Regions from separate parts of the Zea mays genome. Here region 2 is linked to region 1. Evidence: chromatin contacts called from public Hi-C data. All regions are on one chromosome and are shown on one strand. Each heading gives the region's core, a stretch centred on a gene start, on an enhancer-like site or on the middle of the called end of the contact. The rest is flanking DNA. Distances are from core to core; before and after follow the strand shown.

Evidence for each region. Hi-C and Micro-C count contacts between places; a contact is called where the count stands out from the background.
Region 2: a Hi-C map of ear shows a contact between it and region 1, with 2.5 times the contacts expected there. The contact joins the promoter of LOC100502213 here to the promoter of LOC103639563 in region 1. A contact is called at or near these places in 3 of 25 Hi-C or Micro-C datasets (ear, endosperm and tassel).

What each region holds. Positions count from the first base shown.
Region 1 is chr1:153,293,745-153,300,789 of Zm-B73-REFERENCE-NAM-5.0, forward strand. LOC103639563 (protein MODIFIER OF SNC1 1) reads left to right here and starts at 1,965. Exons shown (of 9, transcript XR_559530.3): 1 at 1,965-2,492; 2 at 4,026-4,106; 3 at 4,197-4,241; 4 at 4,357-4,720; 5 at 4,808-4,889; 6 at 5,170-5,250; 7 at 5,349-6,859.
Region 2 is chr1:153,860,487-153,867,345 of Zm-B73-REFERENCE-NAM-5.0, forward strand. It overlaps LOC100502213, which reads left to right and starts at 2,942. Exons shown (of 9, transcript NM_001363234.1): 1 at 2,942-3,199; 2 at 3,874-3,964; 3 at 4,081-5,204; 4 at 5,641-6,511. The coding sequence starts at 3,038.

The DNA of each region.
Region 1 (7,045 bases), core at 715-3,214:
TCACAAAATTGCCTCCAATAAGGTGAATGACATAGAAGGGCCATCAAGCCGAGGCTGGCAGAAAGCCAAGCAACGCTTTCGCCCATAACCAACGTGGTCGTCGCTGCACGGCCACCCGAACCTTTGGACACAAGTGTCGGCACAACGTTTTGGGTGGCCCGAGGGCAAGGAGTCGATGATATAGAGGCTAAAGAAGCACTCAATCATAGAGACCTTGCCGGAGGTCAAGGGAAAAAACTTCGATAGCAAAGACAGGGAACGGAGACGGAAAACAACAGTGGAGCACATGTGGCGAAGGTCCGTGGCCACTGGAAGGCGGTAGCGGGGGACTGAGCGGAGGAAAAGGTGTGGGGCGGAGGGGAGTAGTAGGGCCTAGACTCAACTATAGATCTGAACCAATGCGTTGAGGCCGACAACGTACATGACACACACGACGAACGTGGTCAGCAGTATGATCACCATCTCCACCACCCCGCTATGGCCGGGGCGAGTAGAGGGGCGCGCCGCGGCCCACGCGCTGCCAGGGTGAGGACCGCAACAACTACAGCCGATGGCCAAGGGTATACCGGAACTGCGACGGCATGCTAGATCCACCCTCGGGCGGCCCAGATCCATCTTAGGGGCGTCTGATCTTGCCGTCGGCGAGGCTCTAGCAACGGGGCGATTATCGACTAGAGCTTGAAGGTAAAGGGAGGTGGAGGGGAGAAGGGACATGAGTAGATATGTCAATGGGGACCCGATACTGGCTAACCCGTGGGGAATTCCCCTATTAGGGTACGAGTATGGGACAAAAAATGTCCCCATGGGTATGGATATGGGACAAAATCTCCACCCATTGGGTAAACGGGTATGGGTTTGGGAAGCAATAATCCGAACCTGATTACCCATGGATATTTCATATGTGTACACCTGTCCTGTTTGTATGAATGAGTTGAGGTCGAGCCGGCCACCAAACCCAGCACGGCAGCGCACCAAACACCAGGTCCTAGCCTAACAAGGCAACTAGCAGAATAGCAAAAAACGAAATCCTAAAATAACCAGCCATACACTACGCCGACTGCTAGGAGACTAGGACGACGGTAACGACCATGGATTCTCAGACGCCAACGAACTCGGATGGTGACCAAGGAAGGTAAGGAGACTCTATTTCTCCATTTCTTCTATTGGTCCTGAAGTACAGTTTTTTTATGGATGGATGAATGGATCATGGTTCATGGATGAGTGCTTGCCGATGTGGTGATGTATGAAATCTGGATAGTTTGTACTAGCTGTTAGTACCTAGTTATCCTTTAATTGGGGATGTGGACCCATTGGGGACCCGAAACCCGAATGGAGATGAGTTTTGCACCCATGATGGGTATGATGATGTGTATGGGGATGGATCAGATATGATGGGATGAGTCTGGGATGCTATAACCCTGTGGGGAATACCCCATTGACATCTCTAGACATGAGAGGCTGAATTGAGCCCCGCTGCCGCCTTCCTAGCATCGACACGGGTCTCCCAGCCGTGTGCTCAGACGACGACGAAGTGGTGGAGAAGGGCGACGATTACGGGCGACACGACATGAGTTTCCGCCCGTATCGCCCCTGAAGGACAACGCAAGTGACCTTTTTCAAAATACCATGATTTTGAAAATTTTTAGAATCACAACCAAATACCAACCAAACACTTTATGATATAAAATACTATTACTAACCATAGTACCTAAAAATAAAAAAATATTTTACTTCCACATAGACCCTCAAGCAGTCAAGCCCTCAATTCACCTGTCTAGTGTCCAAGGTTTACAAAACCGATAAAAACCGACGGAGTGCGGTTTTTGTTAACCACCGGTTTTTTTTTCAAATTCGTTCTAAATTCAAAAAATTTGAAAAAAATCATCTACGGGTACCCACCGCCAGTCTCTACCATCTACGAATCTCCCTCCGCTCCTGTTCCGCCACCGCCAGTGCAGGAGAGCGCACGGGCTCCCGTCCCCGCGTCCATTCACGCCATGCCACGCGTCCGTCCTCTCTGACCCTTTTTATTATTTTCGCTCTCACGAACCCCTCTGGCCTCTGGCCCTCTCCAACCTTCTCTCTTCCCCGTTCCCCCGTCGCCTCGGCATTCCGCCGCCGACTCCGACGAGGGGGCCCCACCTGTCATCCTCCTCCCCCGCCGCCGTTCGCCGGACGGCAGCGCGACGAGGAGCCGTTTACCCCTTCCTGCCCCGCGGCATCCGCGTTCGCGTTGTGCGCCGCTGATCCGAGCGGACCGCTTCCCGCGCTGATCGCTTTCTCCGTTCGACCCCTAGGGTTTCGGCGTTCCCCTGTCTCCCCGCGCCCCCTTGGAGGCAGCACCAGAGATCTCGATCTTCCGCGGCCTCGGTCGCGCTACGCAGTTGACCCCGCTCGATTTATCACCGGGGAATTAGAGAGGCGTTTTCCGGGGGAGTTTCTTCGCGGGGAAGAGGGGCCATGGCCTCGAGTCTGCTCACCACGGACAGGAGGTTCGTGGTCTCCATCCCACGCTCCCACACGTTACAATTATTTTCTTAAATTTTCCATTCGCAATTCTGGTTTGATCGTGTAGTGCCTGTGCATTGATACCTGTGTTTTTTTCTTTAAAAAACTAGAAAATTAGTATCTATTTGGTGTAGTGAGGTTGTGGGAGCAGCAGCCTCTGTCAATTTATTTTGGAGGTATAGATGCTAATTGGATATTTGCCATTACAACAAAAGGGGTTCACAAAATTGTCATCAGGACCACATTCTATAGACTCAGCTAGACCCACAATTCATAGATACAGTTGCATTTATAACAAGGAGTCAATGTTTTAAGTGCCAAAATACCCATTATTCCAGCTTTTGGATGGTGGGGTTTGATATTGAGCTGCTGATTGGCCAATCGGCTTAATGGAGCTACAAAGTCCAGCTGGCGTGGCACTTGTGTCATCATGCTGGAACCAAAGTGTTTTATTGGTGACAATTATATGAAGATTTTGTCAGTTTGGCCATTGGATTTGTCCGGTAATCCAACTTGTGTGGACAGAGGTCGATGAAGGATGTAGTGATTTTATGCTCTTGCTGTGAGTTCGTTCTGAAATTCTGGATTTATGCTTATGGTTTTGTGCACATGGTCCTCCTGTCTTGATAGCTTGCTTACCCTTTTCCATCTTTCAATCAAGCCTTCTGTTTTTTTGCTTAACTTTTTTTGGGATCTATTTGTGGTTTTATGGTGTGCTTAGTAAAAAGCTGTGATGCTCTATTTGTACTAATCTCTTATCACAAATATAAGTTATTGTAGGTTTGTCATGTTAAACTTTATTCTTATCTTGACCATTGGTGTCAACATTTTGAACACAAGATTGAAACTAGTAGATTCATTGTGAAAACTACTCCCTCCGTTCCAGATTAGAAGGCACTTTGACTTTTTTCTGGCGCATCGAATTTGCTATGTATCTAAATATACGTTATGTATATATACATAGTAAATTCAATGTACCAGAAAATTCAAAGCGACTTATAATTTGGAAGAAGGAGTACTTTAGAATATATAACTCTTCTCATTGGGGTAAATATTTTTGTAGATATTGCCAGTAAAAGTTGAAAAATTCCGACTTAAGATAGACCCAAATGGACTTACATTTGTGATCATAGGAGGTAATATTTAAGCTGAGAATCCCTAATTAATGATTGTACAATAACATAAGTATGTCACACAATTGCATGTACATATCACAAATTGAGGCGATAAGGCAAAACATCTTGGCCCATCCAGAACTAGCCATGTCCTAGTTATCTCAAAAGCTTATGAACATAACTTTCTTTCCTGGATATTGTCCCACCTGTAACAATTATTCTGTTACACCTGCTGATTGATATCATGTTCATGTCCATATTATGAACTGCCTTGTTTTGTGATGACGTTTAGTGGGATATTTTGTATTTATAATTTGTATCGGTACAATTTTTTGGTTGTACTGTTTGCAAAAAATTCTCTTTGTACTTGCATAATCAATTATTCCTTATGACTTCCTTCAGATGGGGTGCTACTCCTGCAAGGAAATCTGGTATGACTGTTCTAGGAAAAGTCCCAAAACCTATTAATTTACCAAGCCAGAGGTAACAATTTTTGTATTGGCTATTGTTAGCAAATCATTAACTCTATATACTTTTTCTATAAGTGGATTGATTTGGTTATTTTTTATTTAGGTTGGAAAACAATGGTCTTGATCCCAATCTAGAACTGGTTCCAAAGTAAGTATGCATCCTTGTTTCCTAACTACTCATATGATTCAGTGTTTTAAGGTTTAGGATGGTCTCAATGGTCTCCCAAAATTACCGTGTCATGTGATTTCTATTTCAATGGTAGGGGCACCCACACCTGGGGCAGCAAAGCACCATCCACAACACCAAATGCATGGAGTTCCTCGTCAATTCTGTCTACCAAGAACGATGGAAGTTCCAGTTCATCTAGCCACTTCAATGGTCGACCGTCCTCTGGCGGAGGCTCAAGGCCATCAACAGCTGGAAGTGAACCACTTGGTTCACCCAATGCTTGGGGTCCAAATTCTCGCCCATCTTCAGCATCAGGCACATTTCCATCATCTCATCTACCAATGGCCACAAATCGTCCCCGAAGTGCGGAAACAAGACCCGGAAGTTCACAACTTTCTCGATTTGCGGATAATGCTTCAGATAATGTGAAAGCGTCGATAAGGACTATTGATAGACCGGTAATGCTGCAGGCCTAGAACTGGGTCTAGATCAGGATTCAATTCAATATGTTATTCAGTTCATATATATGTATTTTACCTGTGTAGGGGTCTTCATCACATGGGCCTGGGTTCACACTAAGTACTGGTGATTTCCCAACACTTGGCTCTGAAGCAAATAGTCAACGAGGTAACTATGTGCAACACAAAGTGCTGTCTATATTTTTTTTGTTTTCAAGCTTTCTGCCCCTGCCATATTGTTTCTTTGGTTGTATAGTTTTTATGTTTAGCATGTCAAATTATGAGCTGCCTTGAATACTACATATGTGCTAGATATAAATGCTAGCATTGGTAAATTATTTGGGCAAATATGTTTTTTTCGTATTTTTTTTTTGAATTACAATGGCCTGTGTCATCTACTTAGTTTGTGTATAGGGAGAGTTCTCTTTACATGTCTTTTTTTATTCCAGGCCATAGTTCGAAAGGGCGCCCAATTTCTAGTTCGGGTAAAGAGGTGTCGCAAGGTGAACAAGTGAAGAGCCTAACAACTGGTATAATATATTTCATCATTACAACGTAGGTTGATAGCAGCAACTATTGTTCGATACGTATTGCCTGACCTAGTAATGGGAAATATCTTGTGTGCTAGGAAATGGTGAATTAATTTCACAATCCAATAATCAACCTGTTGATATCATGAAGACAGAGCAGCATGCACACACTGGAGGTGCTCCTGTCCTCGCCACAAATGTGCCAAATGAAGGCCTGCAACCGCGGCCATATCCACCAAATTTTCCTATGCCTCATCCGCAGTTTGATTCATGGCGTGCACCTCCTGGTCACCCCCCTGAGGGAATGTGGCATAGAGGACTAGTGCCAGGTGGGCCATACAGACCAGTTGGCCCCCCTGGTAGTTTTCCTGTCGAACCATTTGGTTATTATGGTCAGTTCCCACCCAACTCTGAAGTTGCAGCAAGGCAGGGCCCAGGGCATGGTGGATATCAGGCTAAAAATGGAGATGTGTATCATCCTACGCCTCCTAATTCCTATATTATGAATCAGCCTGTTATTCCAGTCAGACCAGTTTATCAGGGTCCAGTGCCGTATGATGGGTATTATGGCCCTCGAGCACATTTCAATAATGCCAATGTTAGAGATCCTCATTTTGTTGGAGGTCCTGGAATATTAAATCAATTCCCTAATCAGAATGACAGGTTTCACCCTGGACATCCTCAAAACAGACCAGGCAGACATGAAACAGTTCCAAGGGAGCAGCTGGAATATGATAAAATACATGTGTTTCATCGAGGAAACCCTGGGAGTTTGCATGATAATTCTGATCGTCTAGGAGGTTCCCGTGAATTTGAAAGGAATGCGCAGCCAGCATCGCCACTTCTTCCACATCCTGATGGAAACCGGACTGATGTGAACATGAGGACAGATACAAGGGACACCTTTAGTGAAAGTGAAAGAACCAGGGTACTTACAAAATCGGTGCCTAATCAGAGAGGTTCGGTTGGTACAGAACATTTGTCTGTTTATGACAATGCACATTCCCATCACAGAGAAACTGGCGATGGCACTCTGCGCAAGAAATTCAAGGAGGATGGTTCAGCTGCACTGCATCCTGTAATTAAGAAGAATGCAGCTTTAATAGAGAAAATTGAGAGTTTGAACAACAAAGCCAGAAATGTTGATGCACGTAATCTCCCAGAATCAGCTTCGTCCAAGGAATTCAATAAGCATAAAAAAAGCACTGATGTTTCATCTAATGATGTCATGGGTATGGCATGCAAATCTGACCCGGCAGTTTCTGTTTCCTGTGTTTCTCCTGCGGTGCAGAGACTACCAAACGTGCCCATCAAGGGTACAATTCTTGGTCCGGCACATCCACAGTTAACTGAATTTAGCAAAGCTGAAAAGCTTGGTGATTCAATTAGCGATCATGTACATAGGAAAAGTGATTCTTCAAGAAACAGTTACCATGGTCCTTCTAAAGATAGGCCAGCTAATAAATTCGGAAGTCATGGACGGGGAGAAAGTTCCACAACTGATCTGAGGAATAATATCGATCATGGCCAACAACCTGAGATTGCTTCGCAGCTGCAACCTGCGATTGTACCTGATGATATGCCAGCTTCACTCGATTATGAGTCTCAGGTATATAGTTGTAGATTTGTGGTATTTTTACAAATTGATGGTTATCATTATAGTATAATATTTTGGAAATTCCTTAATCCTTATTGCAACTAGCTTTAGGGGGAACACTGACCAATAACCACTATCAGTGAAATATAACTCTGAAAACTCAGCTGTCTTGTGTATATGAAAACCAGGCAGTTAGAA
Region 2 (6,859 bases), core at 1,692-4,191, 570 kb after region 1:
CACGGCTTTGATACCACTTATGTCACACCCGGTTTTAAAAAGGCAAACCGAATGCGAACCATGTACGTGCCAGGATCAGTTATTCACGTACACAGCAGTTACATAATATGGACATCATCACACAGTGCTCAAAATAGTATTAATAAGGGGAAATAATCGATTACATCATACGTCTGAGACGTCCATATAGTTCTTACAATAAATCAAAGTGCGGAAAAGAAACGTAGATAACGCGGCCTTCACAGGCAGCCGACTGGGGGTTGCCGCTAACCCACACCTAGAACTCGTCGTAATCTTGGAACTCCTGGAAGTCTCCTTCCACAGCTTCATCTTCGCCTGAGCAGTGGTTGCAATGCTGACAACCTGGGGGGGGGGGTTTGGTGTGTAGAGCAAGGGTGAGTACACATCAACATACTCAGCAAGTATCCTGTTTGGCTGTAGTGGACTAGCTTTATGTGGGGATAAGTCAAGCAGTTGCTTTTAGTTGGTCAGGTTATTACTTACTAGTAGAAAGCCAGGTTTTAACATTAACCCAAGTTATTAACCCAATGTATCCTTTCCAAACGGAAAGAATACCACTTACCAGCACCATAACCATAACCAGAACCATCAATCTCATAACCACCTGTACCACAATGTCTCTGATCAAGTACCACTAATCATTGGAGCTCCCTTGGCCGCTCATAACCGCGAGCACGGCTGATATATCAGTTTCATAACACTCTGCAGAGGTTGTGCACTTTACCCACAAGCCGTGATTCCCATTCTGCCCGGAGATCATGACTCTCCATTGATCACTACCAAGGTGATCCAGCAGGGCATCACTACGAAGCCTTTACAAAGATTCCCCGGGACTGCAGCCACCCGTTAGGTTTCCTAAATGCACCGCACTCCTCCCCAAGGGGCGAACCCAAACTTGGCAGAGCGAGCCGCATACACCGAGCCCCATTGACGGCACGACGGCTAAGTGAACTACACCCCGGATCCTCTAATTATTCAGCTAAGGGTACCCCATTCCACCCTCATGGTTGCACTGTTTTCCCGGGCGGTCATCCATAGAACAGGTCCTTACGGAGAGGCACTCGAGAAACCGCTCGAGTCCCCTTGAAAACCACAAGTATATCATAAAGAAGAACGGGAAAACAGCGTATCATAGATAATCACATCATGTTCATTGATTAGAGTTGAGCAATAGCATCAGACTAAGTAGTAATAATCCGACCCAAATAGGTAAACAAGGACATGGATAACAAAAGCTAGTCAATCCTTAGGTATAAATGTGTAATGCGGGAGGTGAATTAAAGAATGAATAGGACATAGATAGGTCAAAGGACACTTGCCTCCACCAAACGACTGCTGCTCAGGGGCTTCTCCTGCGGGTTCCTCGGGCTCTTCGACCGGATCGTTCTCTATGCGAGCGCAAACATACATACATACATCCACATATTTAATACAAAAGAACAGTACACCATACAAGATAACAAATAAAGCGAATATGCATCAAGTATGACATTCGATAACGCATTTGTTATGGTTAGAAAGAAACGGGAAAGGTCTCGCAGGGGGGTTAAATCTTATGCACTAACGATCACTTACAAATGGTTCTTAACAAAAGAATTCTGTTACATATATTTATATATACTGATGGAAACCTAATCACTTTTAGTTGATCAACATTGCACAGGGTAAACAATTAACTACGTGAATCAATAGCATAACGGAATTTTAAATTAAACTTCCTATTTCCCATAGCATAAACAGTGATTAGCCTACTTAAAATACAGTAATTATGATCACAGAAAGTAAATAAAATAAAATAAAAAAAAATAAAAAAACAGAAGGGGGGGGGCGGTTGAACCGGCCCTAGGGCGGTTGAACCGGCCCTAGGCGGGGCGCGGGCGCGGGCGGCGCAGGGGGGCGGCCGAGCAGGGGGGCGGGGCGGCCGAGCCGCTGGGCGCAGGGGCGGCCGAACCGGCGGGCAGGGAGGCGGCGCAGGGGGCGGCCGAGCCGGGGGGCGGGGCGGCCGAACCGGCGGGCAGGGAGGCGGCCGAACCGGCCATGGGGAAAGGGGGGAGGGGATGGGGGAGGGAGGAGAGGGGGAGGGGGAAGCTCACCGGCGACGGGGACGGGGCGGCCGAGCGGGGCGGCCGAACGGCGACGGGGAGGGGCGGCGGCCTAGGCAGGGGCGGCGGCTAGGGCAGGGGGCGGGTAGGGGGCGGCGGCTTGGGTGGGGAGGGAGAAAATGAGGGGGGAGAGGGAGAGGGTTAGGGGATAAGGGAAAGAGGGGGAGGGGCGGCTGGGCCTACTAGGCCCAAGAGGGGGGCGCCAGGGGGCGGCTGGGCCGGCCGGGGTCGGCCCACGGCGCGGGAGAGAGAGAAAAAAAAAGGAGAGAGAAAGAGAGAGAGAAAAGAGAAAGAAAAGAGAAAGAAAACATTTTCGAAATCCGATCTTTCTACATGAATGCATTTGCACTTTCAAAGCAATCAAAAGAAATGCAAGGTTCGGCATGGTGCATCAAACAACATAAAGTATTTAGGGTTTTTATACATACGGGAATTCCAAACCGAATCCCGCTAGAACTTTGGAAAAGGTCAAGGTTTAGCGAGGGAAAAAGAAAAAGAAAAGGTAACGCCCGAATTTTGGCGAGTAAAGAAAAGAAAAAAAATTCAACTGCAAAAATTCGGGGCGTTACACGTGCTGTGTTCGTGTCATATTAAAATAGTCGTGTTTCGTGCTGGCCCATATAGCCCGGCCCGTTTGGCAACCTATAGCGTGAGCCCCGAAAATCCGACGGCCCCGCAGACAAAAAACGTGGGAATTGGAATCCCTCTCGCGCCCACGGGGCCACGCCGCCGCCCTCTCTGGCTCTCTCCATACTTGCGGGCCCCACCGGTCAGGATCTCGGCGCCTACGACAAAAAAAAAATCGTAGCTGCTTTCCCCTACCCTTTCCGTTCTCGGAGGACGAGGGCGCGACGGCACGCGGCGAAAACGACGCGGCCGCGTCGCCAAAACCGTCGCCTCGCTTCCTCCCTCCCATGACGGGCTCGAAACCCGCGCCCGCCGCCTCGCAGAACCCTAGCGCGGTCCCGCATCGTCGTCCTCCTCCTCCTCCTCCTCCTCCTCCTCCGCCGCCGGTGACAGCGGTTGCGAGGGTGCGCGAAGAAGGCGAGCTCTCCTCCGGCGCCGACGACGACGAGGTGAGCTCTCGCGCCTTCTCGACCCGCGCTCGCTCGCTCGTCCCCGGATCTAGCTGCTTCAGCTCTATCGCGTCCGCTCTACAGTTGCTTGCCGTTGACGCTTTTGACTCGTCCCGCGGCTAGGGTACCGAACTTGGATTGGCGGTGCTGGATGCTTCCTTGCTTAGGTGTTCTGATGAAGCGTGCTTGATTTGTAGCTTGGCGAATTGTTGGGGGATGGACGCGCTGTTGTGGCACTGGCTGTGGCTCTAAGACCTGGCAGCGACCGGAAGAGGGCTTCCAGTATGGGAATGGGATTGGATGCATGCTTAGAAGCTCGTTGTTCGGTGTTTAGGAGTTAGGACTATGACAACCATCTAGGGCTTAAATGCGATCTGATTCTGCTGTTATGGTTGAGCTGCCTTGAAGTTGTAGTTGCCAAGTCGGTGTTGTTGGTTTGGGTACTGTACGGTGTACATGACTGGCGCTTTAAGTGCTGTGAGATTCTGATTGATCTATTTATGCACTGCATTTATCGATTTCTCATATTTAGCATGTACATACATGATTGCATATCTGTCACCCTTTTGTGTTATGTACCTATGTATGAACATACCAATGCATTTATTGCCGATACGTGAGCTTAGATTTGCAACATTTGTCGCTTATCATACTCATTAAATTGCTTCGAACAGACTCTGCAAACTCAGCTAGGTGCCGCATCCATTCTTGGGAAGTTTGTGGAGGCTGGATCTCAAGTGCCATCGGCAAGTCTCCTCGGTAAAGGTGATTAGCGATCCTGTGTTTCATGTTTTATGCCAGTTTCCTTCCATGTATTGATGGCCTGCTTCTTTACTGATCTGGCTGCGTTACCTGATACCTCTTATTCTCTGACTTAATAGGCAGTAACACCTTGATTGTCTCAAATGCTCTGAATCATAAAGCGTCTGCTCCAAGTTACAAGAAGATCATGAGGGTGAATCAGGGGCAATTCAAACCTGGCACTAACCGGAATCTTTCATGGCAGAAGCCTGTGTCAAGTGATAACCTTCTGATAACTTTCTCAGATGATGATAGTGGGGCAGACTCTGGGAAGACAGGGCGAGATAAAGTTAGGAAGGCTAGCTCTCAAGGTACACAGAGAACAGGGAACAGTATGCAAACTAGGATCATGAGAGAGGAAGTATCTCAGCAGAAAAACCTTGGTTCAAAAGTAGGTCCTGCACACTTGCCTGCTTTTCCATTCACACATAGAAATGTTGGGGCCGGCAGGGCATCAGGTAATACCTTTTTCAGGAAAGAGCTGCCTGTCCGCCAAGTTAATCCTCTAAAGTCTAAACAGAAAGTTCAAAATGGGGTAGGAGTACATTCTGAAGATCATAGGTTAGAAATCTTGCGCCATAAGATAGCTGCTAAAGAAAATGAACTAAAAGGTCAAAAAAGACCTTTGTCCGCTGTTGCTACAAAGAATGCAGATTTTTCTTCCAATCAGCCAAGGCTGCCATCTGAAAAGATAAGGCTTGAAGCTTCCAGCATTGGTGAATATTCACGCTTTAATAGTCTGTCTGAACATAGTGGAGGACCAAATAAAAGGTTGAAGCTCAATCAGCAGTACAACCAATTTTGTAGTGACCTGACACCATTGGCACCTATTGGTTCTATATCAGGAAAAACCAATGTGCAATCTTCAGAAGTGACAAATCGGTCTGAAAATGGAATTACTATGAACCTTAATGTTAATGAAACAGATACAACAGACACAACAGAACTTGCAGATCAAATACAACAAGGTGGGGCAACTAAGAGCCTACGTCACCACAAAGATTCAGGAGGTGCTGAGAACCATGTTATGCTTGAGTCACATGATGGGCTTGCAGCACAACCACCATTTACTGACACACAAACTATACCAGAAGATACAAGTGCGTTGGCCCCTGTGACGTCAGCCCAAGCTAGGCAACAGGTACTGGCTGTTGGTACTTCACCTGTGTTAGACGGAACACCACAATTGCAACCTGGAAAGGAGGTTAGTTCTGCACTTTTGTGATGCTCTACTTATTTTTCTTGTTTATTAGTAATACATCTAATTAGTCAATGCTCAGTTAATACTTCTGCTGTGTTGCTAACCTGCTAGAATGCCCCCCTGGAATGAACTATTGAGCTTGAATGCAACTGAGACACATATGGTAGCAATTTGGAGCCACTAGAAATTTGTACTGATTATACCTGACACTAAACTGACTAACTGAGAAGGGTTCCTTCTGGAAGCATGTATTTCAGCATGTGCATGCTTTGATTTGATTGTTGAACTCATTTTAGTTTCTTTTTCTGGAATCATGATTTCAGTGTCAAATTTCTGTGTTAGTTACATTAATTTTTTATTACAGCAGTAAAGCACAGATAATTTGAATCATGAGTAAGGTAAGGTCAATTGATCAATTCCCCTCTTTTTTTCCCCGCAGAATGACGAATGTTTGAACAGCAGTGGCCAGATAGGCGTAGAGACACAGAACACAATATTGTTCTCTCTACTTGAGATGGAAGAATTACAAGACAAGGAATTGGAGGATGCTCAGGAGCATAGACAAAAATGTGAAGCTGAAGAAAGAGAAGCTCTTAGAGCTTATCGCAAAGCACAAAGAGCTTTACTTGAGGCAAATGAAAGATGTGCAATTCTTCGTAGAAAAAGGGAGATTTGCTCTTCACAAGTCCATGGTTTAATTGCAGAGAATTCTTCTTTGGTGCAGTCTTTGAGTATTCGGAATCCTGAAGATGGCCTTGCAATGCCATCACTGCTCAATTCTCAGATTCATGCAGTTAGTCAGATTCCTGAAAATCAGGGTGGTAGACACAGGCTGTGTCCTGAAGAACCTTCTCAGCAGCAAATTGATAAGCATGAAGATGAAGCACGTCCACACTATTGTGATAAGCTTGCTGCCAGCACAGCTGATCCCAGCTCTGTGAGTGCTGTCAATGCTGACAGCATCCTTTCAGATTATATGGAGGATGATCTTCTGTTCCCGACTAGACAGGCAAGATCAGAATGTGCTCTGGATGTTGAGAATCAAATGGAAGAAACTATACATGTATATGCAGAGGAAAACAGACAAGTTTCTGGTGACGGTGGTGAGGATTATGAACTTTTAGAAGCTTCTTTGAGGTCTAGATTGGTGGAAAGGTTTGGGAAGAAATCATGTTTGAATGGCACCATTGATGAAGGTACTGAAGGACTTGCTGTTGGGAAAGTAGCTGCAGAACATGGCAAGCAGTCTGCATATGTTGGACATCAGTTACAGGAAGCAGAGCAGAATATTATGACAACTACTCTTGAAGGTTATACCACTTGGGTTTCTATTAGTACTTCTAATTCTAGATTTAATGATCTGTATATGCGTTGAGGCGTCGCAATATATACTGATTTACCTTGCAAGCATCCATCCATAAGCTAATCAATAAACTTCCATCTTTGTGGTGACTATGTTTAGGTTTGTTAACACACACACACACACACAAAATATGAATCATCTTTAATAAATATTACTGAGAAGGACAGGCCTGGTGCAGTGGTGAGAGCTGTCTCACTATGTCACCGGGTCACGGGTTCGAAGCAACCTCTCCGCATTTGCGGTGGAAGGCTGGCCTCGGTTTACCCCTTTTCTAGACCCCACTCATGTGGGAGCC